Regions from separate parts of the Mus musculus genome. Here regions 1 and 3 are each linked to region 2. Evidence: chromatin contacts called from public HiChIP or PLAC-seq data. All regions are on one chromosome and are shown on one strand. The core of a region is the stretch at or near the end of the contact, and the rest is flanking DNA. Distances in the headings are between cores, read along the strand shown. Region 1 overlaps Igsf21 (immunoglobulin superfamily, member 21). Region 2 overlaps Arhgef10l (Rho guanine nucleotide exchange factor (GEF) 10-like). Region 3 overlaps Igsf21 (immunoglobulin superfamily, member 21).

Evidence for each region. HiChIP or PLAC-seq counts read pairs in DNA pulled down with a chosen protein or histone mark.
Region 1: a contact with region 2 is called in a CTCF HiChIP or PLAC-seq map of embryonic stem cells, with 4 times the contacts expected there. The contact joins two enhancer-like sites. A contact is called at or near these places in 1 of 39 promoter capture datasets (cranial neural crest), 3 of 15 datasets of contacts at CTCF or cohesin (all in embryonic stem cells), 30 of 484 Hi-C or Micro-C datasets (the N1E-115 cell line, cerebral cortex, cortical neurons and 6 more), 8 of 115 datasets of contacts at active chromatin or transcription factors (astrocytes, embryonic basal ganglia and embryonic stem cells) and 1 of 9 other capture datasets (embryonic stem cells).
Region 3: an H3K27ac HiChIP or PLAC-seq map of embryonic stem cells shows a contact between it and region 2, with 12 times the contacts expected there. The contact joins two enhancer-like sites. A contact is called at or near these places in 24 of 484 Hi-C or Micro-C datasets (B cells, the N1E-115 cell line, brain and 14 more), 13 of 115 datasets of contacts at active chromatin or transcription factors (embryonic basal ganglia, embryonic forebrain, embryonic hindbrain and 3 more) and 1 of 9 other capture datasets (embryonic stem cells).

Annotation. Positions count from the first base shown.
Region 1 is chr4:140,137,619-140,140,921 of GRCm38.p6, forward strand. All of the region lies in intron 2 of Igsf21 (immunoglobulin superfamily, member 21), which reads right to left. Among named protein-coding and RNA genes, the nearest start is that of Gm13029, 3.6 kb to the right of the region's middle. Within about 2 kb of position 1,618, at least 20 of the 459 cell types and tissues checked have an H3K27ac peak or open chromatin away from gene starts, as enhancers often do. A contact at or near this core is called in embryonic stem cells and stem cell-derived motor neurons, where this site is marked.
Region 2 is chr4:140,553,698-140,557,139 of GRCm38.p6, forward strand. All of the region lies in intron 21 of Arhgef10l (Rho guanine nucleotide exchange factor (GEF) 10-like), which reads right to left. Among named protein-coding and RNA genes, the nearest start is that of Gm42335, 50 kb to the right of the region's middle. Within about 2 kb of position 2,059, at least 30 of the 459 cell types and tissues checked have an H3K27ac peak or open chromatin away from gene starts, as enhancers often do. A contact at or near this core is called in differentiating embryonic stem cells, embryonic stem cells, epiblast stem cells and 1 more, where this site is marked.
Region 3 is chr4:140,101,804-140,104,975 of GRCm38.p6, forward strand. The region is part of intron 3 of Igsf21 (immunoglobulin superfamily, member 21); the gene reads right to left. Among named protein-coding and RNA genes, the nearest start is that of Gm52685, 33 kb to the left of the region's middle. RefSeq lists an enhancer at 1,067-3,172. Within about 2 kb of position 1,703, at least 46 of the 459 cell types and tissues checked have an H3K27ac peak or open chromatin away from gene starts, as enhancers often do. A contact at or near this core is called in differentiating embryonic stem cells, embryonic stem cells and epiblast stem cells, where this site is marked.

The DNA of each region.
Region 1 (3,303 bases), core at 368-2,867, 420 kb before region 2:
TCTCTCTCTTTTCTTTCTTTCTTTCTTTTTTGTTTGTTTTTTCGAGACAGGGTTTCTCTGTGTTGCCCTGGCTGTCCTGGAACTCACTTTGTAGACCAGGCTGGTCTCGAACTCAGAGCTTCTTTTAAAGGAATTAGGAGGAAAAGATTCTGTGTGTGTGTGTGTGTGTGTGTGTGTGTGTGTGTGTGTGAGAGAGAGAGAGAGAGAGAGAGAGAGAGAGAGTATGCGAGTGTGTGAGCATGTGAGTGTGTGTGAGTGTGTGTGAGTATGTGAATGTGTCTGTGTGTGTAAGTGTGTGTAAATGTGTGTGAGCGTGTGTGTGTGTTGCATATGCATATGTGTATGGAGACAGAGGACAGCTCTGAGCTTGGTTCTTCAGGAACTCTCCACCTCCTCTGAGACAGGGTCTGTCATGGGTGAGCCTGGAGCTCACTAATTAGGCTTTAATAGCTCACCATGGAAGCCCAAGGATGCTCCTGTCTCTGCCTCCCCAATGTTAGGATCTGTACACAGATGCCGGGCATCCCTTCCCAGCTAAGCACCTGACAGAGCATCTGTGGTGGTTAATGCCGACTGTGAGCTTGACAGGATCCAGAATCACTGGGAGATAAGCATCGGGCTGTGCTTGGAGGGAAGCTTCTGGATTACGTCACCGGAGGTGGGGAGACTCCTCTGAATGCGGAAAGCACCATGCCAGGGCTGGGGAAGCGAGCTGGGTACCAGCATCCATCACTCCCTGCTTCCTGACTGCAGAGGCATCGGATACTCCCAGGTAGATGCCTCAGGCTCCTGGTGCCATGCCTTCCTGCCACGATGGGACCATAGGCTTGAACTGTGAGCTCAAATAAACTCTTCCTTCACTGGGCTGCTTTTTCGACAAGCAAGTAACTGGCGTCCCAGCCTCTACCCAGCCTTGAAGGCATTGTAACTGGAGTTTTTGATACAAAGCGAGGAGGGTGTTCTGTGCATAGCCAATTCTCATACTGCCTGCCATCAGGGGTTTCCCATCTGAGGGAGGAGGCGTGGATGGTTTTTCCTGAAGAGACACCCACACGGACACCAAGGGCTGGATTCCAGCGCCTGGAAGGCATAGGAGACACAGGTACAGGATGGATGAATGCATCAGGACGTGGAGGGTGGGGACAGGGAGAAAGAGGATGGAGGAAGAAAGGAGGGACTGAAGGACAGACAGACGGACAGGCAGTCGGACAGGCATGAGCACTGGGTTCGATCTTTCCAACTTGTACCTCAGTCTTGCTTTCTCCATAGCGGAAGAGGAAAGCACACTCCAGGAGGAAGCAGGAAAAGACTAGGAATCCTCCAGAGATCTCCCTGGAAACAGGAAGTAGGCTGGGGCCACAGGAAGTGCCTGTGGTCAGGAGTGGGTGTGGGTGGTAGCTGGTAGATCAGCACCAGCTCACCTTACACACAGCCACACCTCAGCCCCAGGGCAGACAGGAGGTGGGGTGGAGGCGGCGGCTGCTTTGTCAGTATTTTCCAAGCCTACCCTCTGACCTTCTAAAAAGCTCTAACAGCGAGCTTCCCAGTTCTAATGGAAAATCCCAGCACCACTTTCTACAGGGGCCTCCATCAATCAGGCCACAGACCTCCACAGAGCCACAGAGAGAAAACTGCCACTGAGCACTGCTTGCTGAGAGCAAGCCCTGCACTGTGTGAGAGCAGAGGGGGGTTCAACCCAGTGCCTTGAATCTCTCAGAAAAGTCCAGTTGGCCAGGTCTGCCAGGTCCTGGGGCGTGCACAGACTCAGTCACCCCTGGGGTGCGGGGGGGGGGGCAGCAGAAAAGAGCCAGGCACGTCTCAGCCTGGGAGCCTTTAATCCCTACAAGCTGTCTGGGCTTCTTCTTCAGGCTCTGTGGGCAGTTGTGCCCCTTACCAATGCCCCAGGTCTCAGAGACAACTCTGGGCTTTTTAAATTTTATTTCTGTCAGCTAATACATCCGTGTGTATAGGAGAGGAGTTTTGGGGGAGGAGGGAGACGGAACAGGGGTGGCTCTTCCCTTAACTGTCTTGGGTTTTGAGTTTGTGGTGATCAACTGAGGACAGACTGGAGATACAACCAGGATACACATTTGCTGTGTCTGCATTTTTCTCCTTCTTTTTGTCCTTCTTAAAAGATTTTTATTCTTGTGTATGCGTGTGTGCATTGCACGTGGGGACTGCATTGGATCTGCAGATGGCTGTGGGCCACCTGATGTGTGTGTTGGGATCAGAACCCAGGGACCATACAAGAACAGCAAGCACTCCTGACTGCTGAGCCATCATCCCTCCAGCCCTACTGATGTTTCTCAAACGAGTACAGTAATATGAACGGGGAACAAGGCGAATAATTAAATAATCAGCAGACGTCACCCAGAGGTGACTCAAGCCCGCGGGGGACTGTGTAGGGTAAATTCAGATGTTGTGGCATTTTATGTGTCAGCTCATGTTTGTGTGTGGCTGAGCACAGGCCCCCTCGATCCCTGGTGCGCACGTGGAGGACACAGGACAGCCCATGTGGGTCTCTCTACCTGCCATTTTGCTTTGAGGCAGGGTCTCCGTGTCGTTCACTGCTAGCCCACGGGCTTCTGGGAATTCTCTTGCTTCTGCCTTCAGTCTCCCTGGAGGAGTGTTGGAGTGAGGGGCCTGCGCTGGCTTCGTATGGATCTGGAGATAGGAGCTCAGCTGTTCTCAGTTGCATGGCAAGCGCTTTGTGTTCTGAGTCATCTCCAGAGCCCCATAGTGGAACTGTGTAGAAGAGACTGGAGCACTCAGGTCCCAAGATGTGTCCTCTGTGAAGAGTGAGGGGGTGGCTGGGAACGTACATACAGATGTCCAGCCACCACAGTTTGGGCGCCATGCCAACCCACACTTGTTGGTTGGACTCGTTGGTTGGAAAGTCAACTCATCTTGACCTGGGCCTCAGTATCTCCACTTACAAACCATAGGCTGGGTGTGGTGATTCAGCGATCAGATCAAATCTTAGCGTGTTCATATAAACCCTCTGCTATAAATGGGAAACGGTGGGAGGCCCTCCCACAAACAGCACGTGATTCCCTCAACACCCGACAGGGGGTGCTGGTTCCCTTATTTCCAGAGAGAGCCATGAGGGGCTTGGGGCCAGCCTTACCAAGAAAGCTGCTTGTCTGGAGCCTGGAGTGTCTGAGAGAACCTAACTGTGGCTTCAGATGTTCATACTCCACTCTGGCGAGGACTCTGGAAGCTCACTACCAAGGGATGATCATGTTCTCGGTCCAGGTCGCCATCCAGATGAGCAAAGTGTCCACTGGGTGGCACCTTGGGTGG
Region 2 (3,442 bases), core at 809-3,308:
TGAGCCGGGGTCTGGGTTACGACATACACCACTAACCCTGCAGCAGCGTCCGGCATAGACTAAGAGTTCAGAACACACAGGCTCAAAGAATGAATGGCAAGGGGACTGGAGAGATGGCTCAGAGTCTGAGAGCCCTGGCTGCTCTTCCAGAGGACCCAGGTTTGATTCTCAGGACCCACAGATGGCTCACAACTGTCTATAACTCCAGGCCCAAGGGATCCAAACAAGGCACAAACATGAACAGACATTTCACGCAGACAAATACTAATATACATAAAAAAATTTTAATATTTTCATGAATGAATGAGAGGAAGGGGCAGAAAGAAACTAATATCAGCCCCAGAAATTCTGCCTACTAAGAAGCCTTCCTTTCTTATACACCAGACCACAGCAGCCAGTGTGACACGTGTGTGTGTGTGTGTGTGTGTGTGTGTGTGTGTGTGTGTGTGCCCCTGTATCAGGAAGCACCAAGGTGTGATGGTTAACACCGAGTGCAACTTAACAGTCTCTTAAATCACCATGGAGACAAATCTGTGAGGGAGTTTCTAGCCTGGGTTAACTGAGGAGGGAAGGCCCACCCTGAACGTGGGCGGCACCATCCCCTAGGCTGGGGTCCTGGGCTGAACAGAAAGGAGACAGTGAGCTGAGCTCCAGCATCCACCTCTCTATGCTTCCTGGCTGCAGATGTGATGTGACCGGCTGCCTCAAGGCCCTGCCTTCACGCCTTCCTTTCCTTCCATGGTGGAATGTACCCCTAAACCTATGATCCCCCCTAAAAACAAAAACAAAAAACCTGGCCAGCATTCACAGTAATAAAATGTGGATAAAGTGCTCATCACCATAGAGGTGACACTGAGGGACTAGGAAGCAAAACTAGGTCCTGACTGGCATGAGGCAGGACCCACATGGGGACTTGGGGCTTCTAGGCTCCAATAACCAAGTTCTTCACACTAAATCTACAAGAACACAAGGCCACACCCCTCCAACATGGCCACACACCCCTCAATACGGCCACACCTACAGGGACACACTTACTCCAACAAGACCTCGCCTGCTCTAACAAGGCCACACCTACTTCAATAAGGCCACGCCTACTCTAACAAGGCCACTCTGAGTCCCAGTGTGCTGTCACAGACCAATGCTAGCTCTGTCCGAAGATGCCAACCTTCAGGGAGCCTACAACTCTGGGGTCATGAAGAGGTCATCAACTGTTGGGACAACAGCCTCCCTAAGGCCCACACTCCTCCTTGGTGGAAAACAGGAAGGCACACTTCTTTTGGATGTGTGACCGGCCCTCCACCCAGCCTCCAGAGCCAGTCCTCCACAGAACCCCATTGCTCCCTATTTGAAAATACCAGTGGTGTCCTGGTTGGCTTGGAGTAAGCCCTAGACTCTTCTAGAAGAGCCACAAGGACCACCCTCCCTCCCAGCCGCATCTCCTGATCACCAGGCTCCACAATTGTCAGCAGTTTCAGCACGCAGCTCTTGATGTCCCTTTACGGGGAACGCTGCCCTGCTACCCCAGCCCGTTCTGCAGGGGGCTCCTCTCCTAACCACATCCCCATTCTCCCTTCTCAACAGTCCCAACCCACCAGAACTGTCACATCCCTCATTACTGCAAGTGTCTCCAGATTGGGGCGACTCAATTTAAGTCCATCCACTTTGCCATGGTGAGAAAGCCGGAGACTAGCCTTGGATTCTGAGCATTGATCTTCCCTGGACTGGCACTAGGTGGCGCCATCTCTCAAGATGCTAGACAGCCAGCCCCAGGTCACCCACCTCAGCACACCAGGCATTTCTGGAGGTTGCCTTTTTGGATCTTGTCACATTTCCCAACCCCCACCTGTGTATGGTTCCCATGCGTGCATGTATGTACGTGTGTCCATGCATCCAAACTTGGTTTGTCCTCATTTCTAAAGATGGCACCCGGGATATTGGGCATGCCCAGGCAAGCATTACAGCCGAGCTCTATCCCAGCTATTTATATACATGGCCTACACACACTTGATTAAGCACACACTTCGATCCTGGGCTAATGGAAATGACCCGGACGTGCTAAAGGTCGGCTGGGCTAAGCTGTGCTGTGTGGGAGGTTAGAGGTTAAATGTGGTTTTCCCTTCAGATGAGCCTATGAGGCACAAGGCATTATAACTGAAGGAACGGGGTTGGCTCTGCTCCTCCACGGGCTTCTCCATTCTGGTGTGCATGCGATGTGGAAGCAGGAGGCTCTCTACCGTGCCGCTGGTCCATGGAGGCCAAAACTATCTATCCATGTGCTTTCTATGCAAACACAACAGTAGCAGCTTTTACGAAAGGCCAAAGAGAAAGGCTGGCCTGTGTAATGATGAACCACTCCTGAGAGAGACCCAGCCCAAACGCCAGCTGGGTCACAGAGACTGGAGTGGTCACATGGGTGACCACCACACTGGAGAAGCTGTAGGCTCCCTATAATGCACAAAGGCTGGCCGGGGACCCCGATGGCTCCCATCCCTGTCTGAAGCCCTCAGCAGTGACAGCATTTCCTAATGGGCCCCAGAAGTGGCCCTTCACACTCTGGGCCCTGGAAACTGTCCCATAAAACCTATATCCCTGTCACGGGAAAGAGGGGAAAAAGCCAGCATGTGAGAGATGTGTCAGGCCAAGCACGACTTCCGCACATGCATACAAGTCGCCCCATCGGGGAACCGCAGTAAAGAAAGTAAGCCATTGGGCTGGATGCACAGTACGCTCAGGCCACGGTGGGAAAAGGCCTGCCCTGCTACCTCTCAGTTAAGGCCCAGCAGTAAATAAACACAACCCAATTTAAGATGCTATCCCTGCCCAGGGAACACTCACAGCCAAAGTCACCATGCCACGCAGGAGACCTGTGACGCTCACCCACCTGACAGCCAGATAGGTGAACGCACAGCACCCACCCCCACAGCTCCCCCCAGCTCCTCCCTCTGTCCCCCTGTTCCCCCCCAGCCTATCAGACCCTGGCATTTCATCACCATATATATTTTTAACGATCTGACCTTCTCCCTCCAGATGGTGCCTTTCTTGTGTGCAACTGAGATTGCTAAATGAAAATGGAGTTGTGGGCTCCCCATCTGTCGCTGCCATTGTCCCTGTCACAAAACCAGAGCGGCTGAGACCCGATGAGGAGGCTGTGGCCACTGAACATGGAAAGTCTACCTGGGGTAGGTGACATTCAGGTGACGCACCAACGGCACAGTGGTGATTTCGACTGACACTAAGTGGAGGCTTATTTAGGGCCGTGTTTGGCAACGCTCATGGTACTCAAGAGCCATTGTGGCACAGGAGGGAGCTCTAGGGATGGAAGCCTTCCCCCTCCCCCCTTACCCCCTCCCCCAGCCTAGGAAGCATCTCCTCAAACCTACTAGAAGCACCCTAGGCACCACCTACCCCAGCCTTCAACACACTGTGTGACAATGAGCTTGTT
Region 3 (3,172 bases), core at 453-2,952, 450 kb before region 2:
CCAAATTATCAAGGCTGGGATGGCATTTTTTTTGTACTCACAGCAAGACAAGCATCTGAGCTGCTCAGTAACGCATGCCATCAGGTAAAGACATGCAAACTCTCAAAGGACCACGGATGCTCGGCTCTTTGGACTGAACCAGTAATAACTGTGTCTATTTAAAACCCAGAAGTGTGTTTTCATTAGAGATGATTTCAAAGGACTTCTGTAAGGACCATTGTCTGCCTACTCGGAGTGGCCTTGTCCCTTTCTGGGCACCTTCCCACCTCCACTGAACATACCGTGTCTCCACTCAGAGCTCCAGTCCCCCCTCCCACCAGCCATATCCACTTTGCCTCAAAGCCACTTTTGACTTCAGATCCACTTTCAATGCCACTGTGGCCACCATCTCCTCAGCCCTGCCAGCTGAGTCACCTCGGCGTGTGTCTGAGCAAGTCCTCAGACAGCTCCGGCTTCACTGTTGCAATGGTTAGCTATATATCTGTTTGGACTCCACTTCCCCTCTTTCTAGACTCCACCATATACTGTCTCTCTCTAAATGTCAAACAGACTCTGGGGTGCTGAGGAGGGGAGGAGGGACTGACCCTCGGGGAAACCTAGCTGTCTGGTGAAAGCATGGGGAAGGACAGACAGGTTTTAATGCCTGATGGGGACTCCATGGTATCCAATTTCTAGTGTACACGTCAGAGCCACTGGGGACAATCACTTCCTTCAGTGTCTACCTGCCAATGCCCCACCCCCACCCCACTTTCTGCTATCATATATCATAGCAGTATGCTCAGCTCATGCTGTGCTCAAACAGCCAGTCGGTCTCCGTGGGTGAGAGAACACGTGCTACCAAGTGTTTGTGGGACTCTGGTACCAGGCCCCAGCGTCCTCCGGGGATCACTTAGCTTTCTTGTCTCAGTAACCAGGGTGAACTTTCAAATGCAGGTCATGGTGGGCCAGCTGCTCTCCGTGGCTCCCCGTGGCTCCCGGGGTGCTGAGGGTAAATTGCTACTTTGTTATTTCCTCTGCCCTGGCCATGCTCCGCCCCAGGCAGCCCTTCTCACCCCAGGGCCTTTGTGCTTGCTCTGCCTGCTTTTTGGAGTGACCCCTGCTTTCCTGCCCCACCCTCTGTGCATGACTGTTTGCACTCTAGTTCTCAGCTTGGATGTCTTCTGTGACACACGGGCCCTATTCCCTGCGACCCACCCTTGATCAGGAGTGCCCTGATTTGCATGGCCTCTATTTGCATGGTCCCTATTTGCATGACCCTTATTTACATGGCTGTGATTTGCAAGGTAGAGATTGCACCCTGGAAGTTGCTTGGATAAAGGCTCAAACTAAGCCTGGCCAAACCCATGCAGGGGACAGCACAACTACTGCCTAAGTGTGAAGACTAGAGTCTATCCTCACAGTCAAGTTATTGGCTGGACTAGTGAAGTGGCTAGGCTCTCAGGTAGGAGAGCACGTTTCAGTGTACGACATAGAGAGAGAGATCGAGGAAGCATCATTCTGCATACCCGTGTGTCCCCACACAAGTCACACACACACACACACACACACACACACACACACACACACACACACACGGACACGGACACGGACACGGACACGGACACGGACACTTTACAGCTCCTTGCTTTACCCTGTTCTCTAGTTAAGGCCCCGCCCATTCCCTACTCCTGTTAAGGCCCCGCCCACCCCCTACTCCTGTCTAAGGAGCGAATCCTCCACTCCCAGCCAGTCCCTTCCCCACTACCCCGAATCCCTCACACACTGAATGGACGAACCCTCGAGCCCAAGGTAGCATCACAAGGACTCACACCTGCGTCCGCAGGAGGCAGGCACCCTGTCGTCGACCAGCTTCTGCCGATCGCGTCCCACCAGCTGGGGACAAACACGGGGAGTCCCTGGGGCTCCTTGAGGCTCCCCAGGAAATTGTTCTCTGCCGGTTTCTGGTAATATTCCCAGCCTCATTCTCACCCCGCTTTCCCAGCTGAAGAGGAAGCAGCTGAACAGCTGTGGAGCTGGGACTCTGGGCTGAGATGCATTAATTTGTAAATATCTTCATTTATATGTAAATGCGGAGCCCGGAGCCCCGCCGCTGGCCCTAATGGGGCCTTGCAGCCTGGTACTGCGGCTCTTCCTTCACTGGCTGGCCACGGGAAGATGTTCCCAACACTGCTTGATTTCATTAAGTCTCTTCTTTCACTGGCCCCTGTGTCCCCTACATATGGTGGCTCTGCTCCCCGGAGTGCCCTCTGCTCAGGATACCCAGGTGTCTCAGAGTGCAGAAACTCAGCATGAACATGGAGGACTAAAGGAGCCCGGCACATAAATCCTAGGACTGAACTTAAGTCCATGCTGCTGTGTGACTTTGGAAAAGTCCTATACCCTCTCTGGGCCTTATTTTCATTAACTGTAAAACAAAGACGGCACCATGGTATAGGTGTAGGAAGAGGTGGTTTGGGGTTTGATCAAGTTCATGTCATTCCAATGGGAGACCCTTAGCTGGGTCATCCCTTGGCCTTACTGAACTGTGACCCCTTCTGTAAAATAAAATGCAGAAAAGGGGGAGTTAAAAATGTTACTTTTCCAAGTTCAAGGGGTTAGCTGAAGATAGAGAGCAGCAGAAGAGATAGAAGTGTGTACATAGGGGCTTTCAGGATGGGGGATCCCGTGCAAAATTGGCTTTGCCTTGCGGTGGGGAGAGAGGGTTGCTTGAAGCTTAGGGGTGAACACCTTCAGCTCAGAGTTATGTTTGGGGACCAGGAAACTCTGACCCCAGGTCACCTGTCCACCGAATGGGTCAGCCAGCATTTGACTTGGAGAAAATGGGCACCAATGTCTAACACATTCCATTCTAGGATTACAGGAAGATAGTCTAGTCAGCCTGCTTTCGGGGGGCGGGGGAGGGGCGGGGGGCTGGGAGGCTGGGGGGGGGAACTGGCTCAAGATCACTGGGTAGGAAGTGGCTGTGCCAGGATTTGAAGCCTTCAGGCACCTGCTGGCTTTCTCAAAGCTGGTGAGCACGGCTGGAAGCAGGTGTGTGGGGCGTGGGGGTGGGCATGGGGGAGGCCTGGGGTTTCCTTGTGGTCTGAGGAATCAAAGCTAGGCAGGCCTCTGGAGGGCACACCTATAGGCAGAAGCAGACTGCAAAGGAGGGATTTGTTGCTGCCGGGCGGGC